Regions from separate parts of the Hordeum vulgare genome. Here region 2 is linked to region 1. The links are chromatin contacts, called in public Hi-C maps. All regions are on one chromosome and are shown on one strand. The core of a region is the stretch at or near the end of the contact, and the rest is flanking DNA. Distances in the headings are between cores, read along the strand shown. Region 1 holds the start of LOC123430076 (glutaredoxin-C9-like). Region 2 has its middle 520 kb from the start of LOC123427236.

Region 1 (4,534 bases), core at 1,387-3,886:
ATTTTAAGATCTTGTTGCGTCTCAGTATCTCGGACATGTTTAAAGGTTATGCGTGCATGTAGATAAATATATGTGCGTGTATATGAGTAGCTGTGGTGGTAGTGTGTTAAAAAAGAGTGCCACTAGAAGACCCACGTGAAGTATATAATCGATTAGTCAGTAAACCTACCACGGCCAAAAACAATCAAAGAATGGCTCGCTGTGTGCGTGGAGCTATCTATCGCAAACATCTGATTCAGACATTAATATGATGAATCGGCACATTGCAAATGCTGGCTCAGAGGAGAGGGGGGTTGAAAACGACGGCCCGTCTGTAATTGTATGTAATGTACTGCTACGTTTACTTACGTGTATCCATGGCATATACTAGTTTTTTTGAATGTCGTAATTTTTTTTTTGAATGTCGATCCATGGCATATAGCTGAGGCTGTCGTAGCTAGTGAGCGTAGTGGTGTAGCAGCAGCGAGTGACGAAAGGGCATCGGCATGCTGCATGCTGCATGCTGCATGCTGGTACCGGGCAAAGGGCGATGGACTTTGCTTTGCATATGGATCGCCAGTTATGCGTATGCATGGGTGACGACCGACGGGACTGCTATACTGTCTAAGTGTCTATACGGGGTGCTCCTTCTCCGTCTCTTTCGACAACCCAGCGACGTGCCGGCCCTATTCACGGAAACTCGTTCTCATCACGCCATGCCCACGTACTTACGTACATCCACTGCACCCAGGCAACTTTTTCTTTTGCCTTGCCTCTGCCGTCCACCACTCCACCATGACCTCCGACATTTCAAACCTAGCGTTACAATACTACATCCCCCTTTCTTTTTCCGTTTCTTTTCTCGCCGGAAACCTTATCACTTTGCTTTGACCGGCACACATTTACATATATACTTGTATGTATCATATCACGACCACAGTACTAATTTTGTATAGTTGTTCTTCTCCATGTCGTTACTTTTCTCTTAAAATTTACATACTTGGTTCAAAGGCATATTCACGACGACTGTACATATTCACAAGTAAAGTGCACATCAAGTTTAGCAATTAACCGTGCCTGAAATATGGCTTGTCTTGTATTGGTAATGCAGGTGAGTTCATTGTGGCTCGTCACACGACCCGTGCTTGCTTGCTTGCCAGCGGCATCTAGTCTTGGCTAACCTCAGCGATTCTTACCGGCCATGACCAACGAAAGCCTGCAAAAAACTAGCCGGTACAGTGAGGTTAAAGCATCTCACGGCAACCACTTCATGCATGCTACCTCACGCCTTTGAACCAAACCCTCCAACAGCAACAGCAAAAAAAAACAAAAAAGCAAAGTAACGTTTCATGGGGCTTTGCTCTGCTGCATGTGTCTGCCATCTGCGACTGCGTGCGTACGTACCGGTACTACGGACAGTCGCGTGCATCACCTTGTATGGACGCATCTTGCGGCGTCTTCCCACTTTCCATCAATTCAAAAATTCAATATTCCACCAACAATTATCAAAATGTAACTACTACACCATGCATGAGATGCATGTACGCATCAAAGCGTAACATGGACCGAAATGATAGCATGAGTATATATGATGGAGTAGCATGCTTAATAAACCATAATACTACAATATGATATTGTAGTAACGTTTTACGGTGGACAGATAAAAGGGCGCTTGATTTATCTCAGGATAATAACACCATGTGCTGATGTGCATGCTAGCTTGCTAGGCGTCATTGCATTGCATTGCATTACATTACATTACATTGTTGGTCTGATAGATAGCTTGCTAGTATCCCTCTCCACTCTGTAACCAACTACTCCTACGTAGATAACAATCACCTAAGGAACATAAACACACGCAAATGACACGGCTAATTAAGCTTTCCTTGTTAATTATATCTACATCTCACTAGCTAGTCAAGCTCAACACACCATGCATCGATCGCACGCGTCCATCCTTCCCACAGCCACAGGCTTGGCACAAGAAAAGAAAAGAAAAGAAAAAGAAGAAAAACGACCAACACGCAAATTAAACGCCGTCGTTGATCGCCACCATGAGTTCCGGCCGGCGAGACAGCAATGCAGGTGGCCGGTCAGAGCCAGAGCGCGCCGGCGTCCTTGAGGAGCGGGACGAGCGTGCCGTTGATGTGGCACGCCATCACCTTCTCCACGCCGCCCAGGAGCCTCCCGCCGACGAACACCACGGGCACCGGCGGCTGCTGGTGGTGGCCGGCGGCGCCGGGTCCCGAAGGCAGCAGCTGCGCCAGCGCCGTCTGGATCTCCCGTCCGGCGGCGCCCATCTGGTCCAACTCGTAGACGGTGGGGCCAACCCCGAGGCCAAGCAGGAGGCGCTTGACGACGTGGCACATGCAGCAGCCGCTGGCGCTGAAGACGACCACCGCGTTGCCGCTGGCCATGCGAGCCACCCGCTCGTACACCGCCGCCTCCTGGTGGCCCTCTGCCTCCGCCACGATGCCGCCGCCCACCACGCCATCAACCTGCTGCTGCTGCTGCATCCTCAACATTTTGACGCCTCCGACCTCTCCTTCTCCCTCCCTTAGCTCTTAGCTACGCTAGTGAGAGTGTGTATATAGTTGTTAATTCTTTGTTGGCGCAGTGCAAGGGAACGAGGGTGAAGAAAACAGGGAGAGGTGGAGGTGCGTTTATATAGGATAGGAGGAGAGGTGAAGCGGACAGGGTCGATCGATGGGAAGGGGGGGTGTGTATCTCGAATCGCGAAGTGTGTCCTGATCGTTGCTGCGTTGGAGAAGGGAAGGGAAGGGAAGGGTTGGGTTGAGGGTGTGGGGGGTCAAAGAGACATGGATCGCTTTTTGCAGAGACGGTCGCGAGCTCCGCAACGAACCCGGCACACTCTGACCACGAGTACTCCACCCCATTCCACATCGGTTACAAGAGATGAGAGAGTAAAGCGAAGCGAGGTCACTGTATGTAGGCGGTAGCTTTTCATCCTAGACGAGGAGAAGGAAAAAAAGCAAAGGGATGGCCGAAAGATGGATGCATGGCTAGGCGATCCATGCATGTAGCATGCACGGCCGCTTACTCATCTTGTGCCACATCAGCGAAATCAATTGCTCTTTATTATTTGATTATTTGAAGTACGTATATACAAACACAATAGCTTGGTCTTCTTCTTCTTTTTCCCGGGGAAAAAACACAATAGCTAAATCTAAGTCACTTGCAAATAGAATTTGGGTCAATCAATTTTCGTAGCAAGGAAACAGACCGCCGGAGGGAAGGAAGAAGCAGCGGCCACTCGCCGGAGAAGCTACCCATGATCTATTTTAGGGTGGCAGGTTGCCCCGTGATCTATCTTATGGGTGTTTGACATGAGGGTGCAGTTGGCCGGAAAAGAACTGATCATGTCCAGAGTTACATGTACCTGTAGCCTGTAGGCATAGAATTGAACGCCGAGTAGACGGAGGGAACGGAACATGACAGGGCGACAAGACCGCGTCGATCGTCACGGCAGCCGACAAGCCGACAGCACGACGTCCCCCTCAGCCGCCGTTTGACTCCTGGGCCCCAGCACCACCAAACGCCGTCACGTCCGTCGTCACAAATTCACGTCTCGCGTTGCCTTCACGTGATCGATTCCCCCAGCAGGCCCGGCCGGCATGCATAACCGTCTATCATTGCTGCGTCTTCGTCACCAACGGCTCACACCACACAGCCAACACAAATAATCCGCACTCCCTAAGAAAAAACGAATAGAGCATCTTTAGCAGGTAAAACCGCGGTACCTTAAAATTCGTTTACGGGATACTGTAAATTAATTTTGCCGTAACGCCGGCTGCATGACACAGCAGATCTTGTAAAGCGTATTACATAATTTAAATATGCGTTTATGTCATCCTACTTCGCCCAAATTTAAATATACTTCATACCTAACTCGAAACATACTAAATCTAAAACCTACTACCTCCCTTACACAACGCAAGACACTTTTTTTTATTAGTGTAGTATGAAAAAACATTTTACATTATGAAACGAAGGGAGTAAAATCTAACTAGTCATCCTTCTTGACATGGAGATGATACTCCATCATGGAGTTGGGGAGGACGAACGCAAAGTCGTACTCTTCCTTGGCCGTCTCTAACCGCGCGTTGACCCCTTCTTCTCCGGCGGCGACCGCCTCCTTCACCTTGAAAAATTCGTGCTCTCCCTCCCGAAGGCGCTTGATCACCGGCTAGAGCATCTTGTCGGGACAGTCGAATTACCGCCACACCAACTGATCGCCGCTGCGGGAGACGGAGCCGCGCCCCTGCGCTTGCACGCAACACCATTCCTTCATCGGCGGGCGGATGACGGAGCTCCCGGACTCGTCGTCATGGTAGGCCCACTTGTGTGGCGGCGAGCCATTGCGAACCCCTTGGCAACCCCGCCCATGTCTAGCACGCGAAATAGGATCGGTCCTTTTTGGTTGTGCGCGTGGGAAAGTGTGACCGTAGATTGAAGGATTTGCTCGCGGAGAGGATCGATTGCGTCGGAGAGGATTTGGGATTTGCTACATACAAATCCTTAAGCACGTGTGCTT
Region 2 (5,041 bases), core at 717-3,216, 970 kb after region 1:
GTGGCGACGTAGATAGTCCGACGGGGCCGACGCCGGTGGGGATGGCCTGGGCGCTGGGCACAGGATGGGAGGGCACCGCCGACGCGGAATGGCAGGGAGGCGCGGGCGTGGCCGGGTGCGTGGCGGCCGGCGAAGGGGGGCTCTGCCTCCCCGGCTCGATCCCTCCTGGATCGAGGGGAGAGGGAGAGCTGCAAGAGGGGCGTTGTTGGTAGGGTTTCGTGGGGTGCTCGGGGAGAGCGGGCTCGAGAGGGAGTGGGGGGAAACGAGGGGGCTGGCCTCGTGGAGGTTCGGTGGGAGTGGGGGGTTGTGGCGGCTGGGAGAGAGGAGGGAGTGTGGTGGCTGCGGGGTGGGTTAGGGTTTAGGTGGGAGGTTAAATACCCCCGAGGTAAGGTGGGCTGGGGTGGCCGACTGGGCTGGTTGGCCGAGTTGAGCCGGGGGAGAGGGCATTTCCCCCTTTTTTATTTTCTTTTTCTGGTTTCTATTTTCTTTTATTTATTTTGTTTAAAAAAATATGTAACTAGTTCCTAATTTAGTTTTAATATTTATGTCACTGCCACAAAAAGGTTTAACCCCAAATAAAAATAGTCTAGTATTTTATAAAATATAAAAGACATTTATTTAATCGTTTTGGTGCTATTTTAATTATTATAGTGCATCTAAAACACTTTATAAAAATGTGGTTTTCAACATAACAATATCCACAGAATAATTGCCACACTTTGAACATTTTTGTTTTGACATTCAAAAACTTTATCAGTTTGACTTTATTTTAAATTTGAATTTGAACGGTGTTTGAACCAACAAGAGTTTAAAAAACAGTAATCACGGTGACGTTGCATCATTAGCATAAGATTACTATAGCTGAATTATAGAGATAACTGTAGCAAAGGCTGAGGATGTCACAGTCGGCATGAGAGGCATGGGTGGCTTCGGAGCTACCATGGGGGCATGGGAGACATGAGTTTTGCGTCTCTCATGGAAGGCATTGGAGCACCTCCGGAAGGACACATGTCTTCCGATGTGCATCCTCACATACCTTCGTATGATTCCGTTGAAGATCTTGACAACACCTACCGAGCTCCACATGATGATGTGGCGCGCGTCAATGAAGAGAAGGAGGAGGAAGAAGTGGAGGAAGAACTGTCTTCGGATGAGGATGAAGAAACAGAGGAAGAGGAAGACGAAGATGAGGCATGATTGTTCATGTGTCGTGGAATTAAACTATGCTGTGTCTTTTTTTATGTTTGAAATATTTATATTGTCTTCTCAAAATGAACAAGTTTCAAGCGCCGGCTCCTCGCGCGCGCAATATTTTGCCGTCACTGCTGGAGACAGCACACTCCAACGCGTTAATTTTTTTATTTCAACGTTGTAAAATAATTTTTACGTGGGAAGTGGTTGGGCGCATGTTAGAGATGCTCTAAGGGACAACTTGATGACGTTTCGCATAGAAACGAAATTCTAGTGTTCAGGTTGGGCGTACCAGTTTAAACAAGAATACAAACTTTTTTGTGATCCTTCCAGAATGTTCTTTTTGTTTTTTACAGGTTTTAGGAACCTTTCAGTACATTCTAATCCCGTTTTTCTTCTGTTTTGTTTCATTCTTGCTTTTTTCCCCAAAATTATTCCCTTTTTTAAAAGAACCCAGAAATATCAAAAACATTACTGCATTTTGTGGAAACATGTTCACGTTTACATCTTTTGTGAAAAAATTCCCGTGTTCAAATTTTATTAAAGAAATTCAGAGAATGGACAAAAAATCTAAAAAATTTGACGTTTCCAAACATGTTTCTAAAACATTTCCGCATTTAAAGAAGTTATATTGTTTCTTTAAAAAAGATCGCCGTAGTGATAGTATACACCGTACGTTGAACCGCCCGCTACGTGTTGGATCCCTCCACCACTCATGGCGCTACAGTGTGCATGGCTGGCCGATCAAGACGCCTTCTGTGCGGCAGCGTCCTAATTGATGCAGCGAGAGTACATGCATGCACGCTCCAATATGATTGAAGGCTAAGCGTGTCTACGTGGCACATCAGTCCACGTAACGTACTCGCTAGGTGTCTCCGTCGACTAATTTGACTAGCTGAATCAACTGTGGATGAGGTTTTGCTGTCAAAAGACCTTGTGGATATTGTTGCTGCTGCTACAACTACAATGGCTTTAGATGGCTGCAAGGGTCGGACAAGTCAGATATCCCCGTCGTTGTATTGCGCCATCGTGGGGAAGAAGATGAAGAGGATGATCGCATCAGGTGTAGACGTGTAGTGTAGGTGGATAGGTAGCCCACGTCTTGGACAGATTGTCACGTATATGTGCAAAGATCAGATCGACATCCCCTGTTGTCGGCCGGCCCAATCGTCTTTGCGCTGCGCTTGAGCATCAAGAGTAGATGCACGCCATTTCCACAACCGCAGCTGCATATGTTATACAGTACACTGGAGTATTATAATAGTAAAACCATTCAATTATTCCATGTTATTTTATGGCCGCCACGCCTCCAAGTGTCAAAGCCTGCTTGCAGGTTGCACCGGGGAAGGTCGGTACTGACTGTAATAATGCACTTTAAAATGAAGTTGGAATCCTTCTCACTATATACCCTAGTTTATATGCATGATTGCTCAACTGCTATCTAAACTAATCGCAGCTGTTAAACAAACCGTTTTGCTTACGGGAGGAAAAGTACTCCAATCTAGGAGTACTAGGATAAGGCAGCCTGCCTCATTGACCATTACTAGCATTTTAACTCATGATGATTCACCGGTCCTTGATTCTCTGAAAACTACACTAGGACTAGTTTTTCTTTATCATGTACTGTAAACACCTCACCTGGACGGTGGCCTGACTTGATGATGCCTTGCTTGCTGACACGTGGCTTTCAAACCACGGCGGTTAATTACTTAGTTTGTTGGTGTATTTCATGTCGTTATAACCAGATTAATCAGTCTTTTTCTACGATGAATCCAACTAATCAGTCCTTTCTTTTTTCTGGCGATGAATCCAGTTAATCAGTCTCCGTTGGTGTACTACTAGTAGCATAGCTCTGGCACTGGTGTGATATTCATTTTTCTGCCAACTTCACATAGTAACTAACCAAAGCAAGGTATAAACTGCAGGATATGCTACTAGGTGACACGTGAAGTGGGAGTACGGCCATATGCCAAGTACGCGCTCACCGAAATAGTTAATATACAAAAGTTTTATAAAAGCATAACGTACTTATAAAAATTATAGCTACACTAATAAGACAAAGAAAACTTTCGTGTAGTAGGTGCTTTATTCACATCATGGCATACGCAGGAGATCATGGATAAAAGATAGACATATGTATGACCACTTATGTCGGAGTGTTTGTTGGTGATTGAAGATGTGGATTCCATTCCACGATCAACAACTTCATGCCTTGGCTTTTACACCAACCAAAAGCCGGACACCTACCTAGGGAAACGTTGGTGCGAGTGACTGGTCTTTCTCGCAAGTCGAACAAAATCTCGGTGGATGAGCGGCTGTCAACCCCCAGTTTGAGGAGCAAGACGCACATTATAGTTACATCTTTGCATGATAGTCTTTTCAATTGTTCACACAATGAGGCTTCTTGCTTTAAGAAAACTACAAGTTCAAGGGAATAAACTCTTACATCAGTTTTGATCCCATCTTTGGCGCTGTTTTTTCTTCTTCTTCTTCTAGATGGTGGGAACAAATTGGCTTGTGTCATCATTTGGCCACACGCTAGACGTTGGAGAGTTGCATTTGCACAAATAATCCACCCAACATGCACGCACGAGTTTGTGGTTATCCAACGCTGATACTTTCTTCGTCCTAAAATAAGTGATTTAAAAATGACTCAACTCTACACTAACTTTAATACAAAGTTAAGTCAACTTCGAGTCACTTATTTTAGAACGAAGAAAATACATAAATCCAGTTGTATACATCTTCTTATATATGTTTCGAACAAGCAGTATAAGCAAATAGTCGCAAGCAATTGACAATCTTCTTTTTTCTCCGCTGATTCATACTACTACAAATTAATGAATCATTGAATGTATCTAGAACAACCCAGCATGTGATGTGAAGACTGAGAGCCTGCCCTCCTCCATACCCCTTACCCTGTCTGCATGATCTGTGGCTGTAGAATGCTCTGCTTCTGCTCCAACCCTACATCCACTAGTCCTTCGCTTACAACGAATCCTCCTAGCTAATAATTTCTTAGTACAATTATTGCTGCGAAATCAACTAGTGCCAGCTAGCTTAGGTTCGTTGTGTTGGGTTCGTTGCATCGATCGGTTGCCCATGCCCATCGACCACACAAGAAGATACGGGTGATTGGGTGAAGGCTACGTGCATTCTTGGCTTCATGCATGCATGCATATATATATACCCCTTCCGTTTCAAAATATAAGACTTTTTAGAGATTTTACTAGAAGACTGCATACGGAGCAAAATGAGTGAATCTATATTTTAAAATAAGTCTATGTACATCCGTATGTAGTGCATAATGCAATCTCTAAAAGGTCTTATATTTAAGAACGGAGAGAGTACATGCTTAATTGCTTACTTTATTCAATCAACTGACAGAGACATATAATGTTTGTTCTTGTTCTTGTTCTTGTGTTCATCACGTGCTTCCATCTAAGAGGAGACAACGGGCGAAGCACACCAAGGAACAGGTCACTCTTTGTTTGTTGCGATCTGTTTCTTCCTCTCTAGAAACATTGCATGGGACCACTGTTGAATTCCAAGCCATGCTGTTTGTTTCATTCATATCTTAATGACTTGATCAGTACGAGTCTAAAACTTGTATGCAGTTGATGCCTTCTGGTATATCTTCAACTTTTTTTTGCAGGGTGGTATATCTTTAACTTAGGCCATCTTCGACGGGGATCCGTAAATTTTTTTCGGTATCAGTCCGCAGATAGGAGAAACAGTTCTTGAACACTGATGCGAAAGCCCGCCTACCTGCATATATTCCAAACACTTCGAAACAAACCGGATAAATTTCATGCAAACACAACAGATTTTATATAAATCGAACTAGACT

The links. Hi-C and Micro-C count contacts between places; a contact is called where the count stands out from the background.
Region 2: a contact with region 1 is called in a Hi-C map of leaf, with 2.7 times the contacts expected there. The contact joins the enhancer-like site here to the promoter of LOC123430076 in region 1. A contact is called at or near these places in 2 of 6 Hi-C or Micro-C datasets (leaf and seedling).

Annotation. Positions count from the first base shown.
Region 1 is chr2H:353,852,829-353,857,362 of MorexV3_pseudomolecules_assembly, forward strand. LOC123430076 (glutaredoxin-C9-like) reads right to left here and starts at 2,637. Exons shown (of 1, transcript XM_045113989.1): 1 at 1,656-2,637. The coding sequence starts at 2,504. The coding sequence ends at 2,073.
Region 2 is chr2H:354,819,850-354,824,890 of MorexV3_pseudomolecules_assembly, forward strand. No RefSeq gene overlaps it. Among protein-coding and RNA genes, the nearest start is that of LOC123427236, 520 kb to the right of the region's middle. Within about 2 kb of position 1,967, at least 3 of the 3 cell types and tissues checked have open chromatin away from gene starts, as enhancers often do. A contact at or near this core is called in leaf and seedling, where this site is marked.